Regions from separate parts of the Zea mays genome. Here region 1 is linked to region 2. Evidence: chromatin contacts called from public Hi-C data. All regions are on one chromosome and are shown on one strand. The core of a region is the stretch at or near the end of the contact, and the rest is flanking DNA. Distances in the headings are between cores, read along the strand shown. Region 1 holds the start of LOC100280040 (GYF domain-containing protein). Region 2 holds the start of LOC100191906 (palmitoyltransferase ZDHHC9).

Evidence for each region. Hi-C and Micro-C count contacts between places; a contact is called where the count stands out from the background.
Region 1: a contact with region 2 is called in a Hi-C map of ear, with 2.2 times the contacts expected there. The contact joins the promoter of LOC100280040 here to the promoter of LOC100191906 in region 2. A contact is called at or near these places in 2 of 25 Hi-C or Micro-C datasets (ear and tassel).

The regions. Positions count from the first base shown.
Region 1 is chr8:167,194,674-167,197,373 of Zm-B73-REFERENCE-NAM-5.0, forward strand. LOC100280040 (GYF domain-containing protein) reads left to right here and starts at 1,252. Exons shown (of 9, transcript NM_001331175.1): 1 at 1,252-1,571; 2 at 1,700-1,768; 3 at 2,073-2,143; 4 at 2,247-2,700. The coding sequence starts at 1,529.
Region 2 is chr8:166,661,499-166,664,198 of Zm-B73-REFERENCE-NAM-5.0, forward strand. LOC100191906 (palmitoyltransferase ZDHHC9) reads left to right here and starts at 1,395. Exons shown (of 5, transcript NM_001137330.2): 1 at 1,395-1,665; 2 at 2,253-2,435. The coding sequence starts at 1,597.

The DNA of each region.
Region 1 (2,700 bases), core at 2-2,501, 530 kb after region 2:
CGCATGTCTCTTGTGATTGCTCTCTCTTTGATTGTTTGTGTTCGCAAGAGCTCGTCTTATTGACTTGATTAACCCGCACTAATATCTTTATAATCAAGGTTGTTGGAATTTAGTGTTGAATTTTACAGGATCACCTATTCACCCCTCTAGGTGCTCTCAAAAAATGAGGTACCATTGCCATCCTTTCTAAGCATAATATTACTATGAATTGAAATAGGCTTAGTATTGTTACCTAAGGAACATGAATTTGCCATGTGTCCCCTTTCCCAACATGTGTAGCAAGTTTTCTTTGTTTCGACCACTTGTCTGCTATCGAATTCATGCATGTATGCAAGTGAAGCACTTTGAATGATTTGAATTATGCAAATGATGAATTTGTGATTCTTGTTTGATAAGTGTGAAGATGATCCATCCAAGAATTAGAGAAAATTGATCGATCACGATTCATATATAATGGGAATAATAATCAAGAGAAAAATGATGATTATTGGACTTTAGTGTGTAGATAAACCAAATTTAAAGCTACAAGTAATGACCAGAAAAACTAGGTTAACATAATTTAAAAGTTTTTAATAACCTAAAAATTGAGAAGTGTCGCAACTCGCAAGCTATGATTGCTTTGTTCCCGATACGTATTTAGGGTCCGTTTGGTTCCTTTAGTTCAGTAACTAAAGTTTAGTTAGGAGACTAAAGTTTAGTCTCTATCATGTTTGATTCTATAGACTAAAATATTCAAAATGTATTAAATGAATCATAAGAGGACTAAAATACACCTTAACATTCTTTCGTCATTAGCGTAACTGAAATAAAGGAGGGGCAAAAACTAGAATTTATAAGGTTTAATTCCTTTTAGTCTTCCCTTGATAGACTAGAGACTAAAACAATTTAGTCCCTGTTTTAGTCTCACCATTTGGCAACTTAGAGACTAAATAAGACTAAAATAAAGAGACTAATCTTTAGTCCCTCGAACTAAACGGGACCTTAGCAAGTTATTTTTAGGAACTTATGTGTGAAACCAAGCCATCTTCACAACAAATTATTTGTTTTTTTTCCATAATTGAGTCACGATATCTGTATCACCACCATCCTAAAAAACGTTCATATAGTCACCAGCTAACTAATAAAAACGTACTATTTTGCTACAAACAAGGAAGAAAAAAACGATAGAAACAAACAAATCGCGCGATAAGCTATGATTTATCTCTTGGTTTGTGCTCGTCATCTCTTCCTATTCTCTCGCCCCGCTCCACGCCCCCATCGAAACACAGCCAAAAAGCCACCCCGTCCAAAACACACACACATAGCTCCCAATCCCAACCCCCGGCCACCCTCCATCTCCTGCTCCTCGCATCGCCGGTGACCTCGCCGCCTCGCTCTGTCTCAAAACCCTAGCCCCGGTTCTCTCCGCCGCCTCGCCCCGTTCGCTCGGATCGCGCCGCGGGAGCCGCTGCCTCTCCTCTCTCTCCGCCCTCCACCGGAAACCCTAGCTCACTCCCCCGCTCGCTCCTTCGGATCCCGCGAGGCTCCGATGGCGGAGAGGAAGCTGGATCGACCCTCGGCACTCGGCAAAGGTGACCCGCCCGATCTAGGCGCCCTGGCCCGCGTGAGATCCGATCTGCCGCCTGGACTGGCCTCGGGGCAGATCTGTGATTGATTGGTGGGTGCCCCCGATTTGACGTCTGGTTGTTGCGTCGTGCAGGTGGGCTGTCGCTTGGGATCGAGGAGGACAGGGCCGCCGCCGCCATGGGGTTCGTCGACCACTCCAAAGGTGCGGATTTCTTCACCCGAAACCACTTGCCTTTCATTCCTCCCTGATTCATCTCGGACTGTCTGCTTTGCTCAGCTTAGCATGAGGTATTTCTGTAGCGGGCGCCATGCACTACCGCACAAATGTGTAGCGTTCTGTTGGGTATTGCTAGTTCGTGTTGCGTGGGTGCATGTTTCCTGTGCGGTTGCTATCCTCGTCCTCTGTCTGCTTGCGTAGGGTCGTGAGCTTGTGCATCATTAGGCTGTCGTGTGGATGATACAATCGTGTGGATGATATTGCTGAGCGTTGACCCTCTGCTATGCAGATCAGCACCACCTGGATAACAGCATTCCCCTTTCTCCTCAGTGGCTCTACGCCAAACCTGCTGATGGAAAGGTTTGTGATCACTGCCCTTCCTTCAGGGACTGTTTCACTGTACCATGATGTCGATTGACTGCTGGTAAATTGATCTTTAACGATGCTGGATGCTCATCTGCAGATCTCGCTGCCTCATGGGTCCTCCCTTGAACCTGCTGAAAAGGAAGCGAGGATGTTGGAAGGAACTGCTGATAGGAAAGAACGAAGGAGGAATGTATTTGATGCTGACAGTGGTCTTCGTTGGCTTGAAGAGGAGAGGGAGACAAGCCTTCTTGGGAGGAGGGAGCGCAAGAAGGATGTAGACCGGGATGTGGATAACCGCAAGATCGATCGCCGATCTGACAATGTTTCTGCAAGGGACAACACTGATCCGCGCACAGCTCCTTCATCTGAAAGGTGGAATGATGGTTCCACCCGTAGCCTGGGGAATGAGGGTCGACGTGATGCAAAATGGTCATCAAGATGGGGCCCCGATGACAAGGAGAAGGACTCCAGGTCAGACAAGAAGGTTGATGCAGAGAAGGATGAAACTCATGCTGATAAACAGGCCTTCACAGGAAGGCTGCTGTCTGAGT
Region 2 (2,700 bases), core at 145-2,644:
AAGTCGCTGAACAAGCAGTGTGGGAGCCACTTACATAGGAAGAGGATGTGGCGGGTGTCCAATGATCTCACTAAAGATCGCTAAGGGTGTGTTTGGTTGGATGTATAAGGAGGAATAGAAGGGGACGACCACAGTTTTTTATAGTGTTTGGATGAGAGTCATGTGGAGGCGAGTTAAACACCGGAGTAATTTTTTGGTGACAGCGTGTGATCCCAAAAAATTAAGGGGACGATATCACACCTGCCTTATCCTACTTTGACATCAAATCAAACACATCATAACAAACTATGGGCAGCGGAGACTATCGAAGTAGGATCTGCATTGTTGCTGCCGTATAAGCTATGACTACTTCCTAATGGCTACCGGGTCCTTGGAGTAGTGAAGAGCTGGGTAAACTATGAGGGTGAAGTCATCCCAAAATGACACAAGGTCCATTGGACTGTAACGCTAGAGTCACGAAGGTCATGTGTAGGTGTTGGGACAACCCGCCGCATTAGAGGAACTATAACTAAAACTCTAGTGATCCTCAACATGTGCTCCATAAAAAGCAAAAGACTGCTGCTGGTGGCTAGAAAACCCTACCGATGCTTCGCTTCCGATATCTGGTGTTGGTTGAGCCTTCCTGATTTCGAACTCGTATAATTTTGTAAAAGTAGAAGTGGTTAAGGCCTCCGTGTTTTTTTTTGTGCATGAAATCATATATTCCCGGCGTTTACCCGTCTAGTTCTCCCTAGCCGCTAGCCATCTTTGTTGTTTGTTGTGCTTGTGCAGGCCAAAACCACTGACTCCACTTCAGAAGGTTGTTCAGCTGTGGCACATGCAGAAGAAAGGGGCATCGGTTTCTCTTTTGACCTGACAGTGCCTTTTTGTTGTTGTGCCATATCAACAACTGAACCATTACAGGCTGTAGCTGAACCAAACAACACTTCTTCTTCTGAAGCAGTCTGTTTGTGAATAAAATAGAACTGACTGTCACAGATGACAGATCTCAAGTTATTAGCATTTGAGAATCCAACAAGCCCCTGCTATCTTTGTTCAACCACCTGCCAGCAATGATTTGGTGGACAAGTAGCCCTTCGGCTGCACTAACCCCAAGCAAGCAAACTTTCTGCAGACACAGAAAAAGTTGGCACAAAATCTTTTTTTAAAAATATTAACAGAACGGGGAAGGAACATTCGGAAAAGGTAAGGAAGCTCTACTACCTACAGTCTAGTCCTACACGGTGCGGTGCGCTGCGCTGCGCAAGCGTGAATGGCGGGGGTTTTGCTGTTCGCTACCGCGCCGGGGGGCAAAATAAGCGGAAACTCGGAGGGCTTTTGTGCAAAATTTAGGCAAGACGCAACATGGGACCACCACGAGAAGATATTACTACATGTCCCCAGCAGAGCCCTCCATTTGGTCTCATATCTTCTTCTCGTCCGTCTCGCTTCTCTCTCTCTCTCCTGAGGCGCAGCGGTGGGGTGGGGTGGGGTAGGGGGCGGCATTGCGAGCTCACACCACCTGCGGCGCGGCGATCCCGGGCCACCGGCTATCGGGCTATGTGATGATCCGGGCCGTGATCTCGACGGCTATTCGCGGCTGAACGGGCGGCGGCGATGAACGGAGCGAGCGCCGGCGCCGGCGGGGAGGCGCCGCTGGTGTACAAGGCCTGGAAGGGGAACAATGTGAGCGGAATGCCCCTCCTCCCTATGTCTCTTCCCCTCTGCGCCTTTTTTTTCCCCTCCCTTAGTTCCTCTGTTGCGGGTGTGGCGTGGATCTGTGCGGCCTCGTGGTCGCGGCTCGAATTAGCTGTTCCTTTCTTCCTAGGGACCGGCACTGGATTGACCCGTGTCGTACGCAGATGTTGGGATTCCCTCGTTGAGCTTGGTAAATTCGTCTGCTCATTGTTGGCTCCAAACACAACAGTTGGCTACTCGATTTCCTCCCTATTTATTTCATGATTCTGTACTTGGATCCTGGGAATGTAGGTTCTAGGACGGCTGCACGGGTTAAGTGACTCTGGTATTGGTCAGGACAAGAAACCTGAGTTTTAGCACTGGACTAGTGCGTTAATTATACTTCCACCCAGTGTCTATTACACTTACATCTCAGAATAGTTTCACCCTCTGCTTTCTTGAGTCAGTCGTGCGTAGACAGAGCTGACAAGGTACCCACATAGCTTGAGGAGAGATCTTCCCTACGAGATCTTCAAGCTGTTTCTGTCGTGATAGGAACAGAAAGTGTGATTAACGGCAGATTCCATCTCTTGCAGGTGTTTCTACTGAAGGGGAGGTTCATATTTGGCCCTGATGCAAGATCCCTGTTTATCACCATGTTCCTTATTGTCGCGCCGGTATCAATTTTCTGCGCGTTCGTTGCCAAGGAATTGATGGATAAGTTCTCTTATGGTCTGGGATTGCCGGTTATGATTGCAGCAGTTCTATTCACAGCATATGTGAGTATGGTTCTTAGCCTTTTTCAAATCACCGCGCTCATTTATTTCCTGAGCTGTGTTGTACTGGTACTGCTTTAATATATAATGCAGTTATGAGAACAGTACGAGTCTTTAACAAAGCTGACAGCTTCAGTTTTTCAAAGGATGCTTGTATTGTGCATCTATATTGGTTGTGTCTGGCATGATCGCTTGGTCCAGTTTTATTACCATCAAAATGCATGATTTGAAACTGGAAAAATTTTCCGGTTTCGCATTTGCCTTTCCA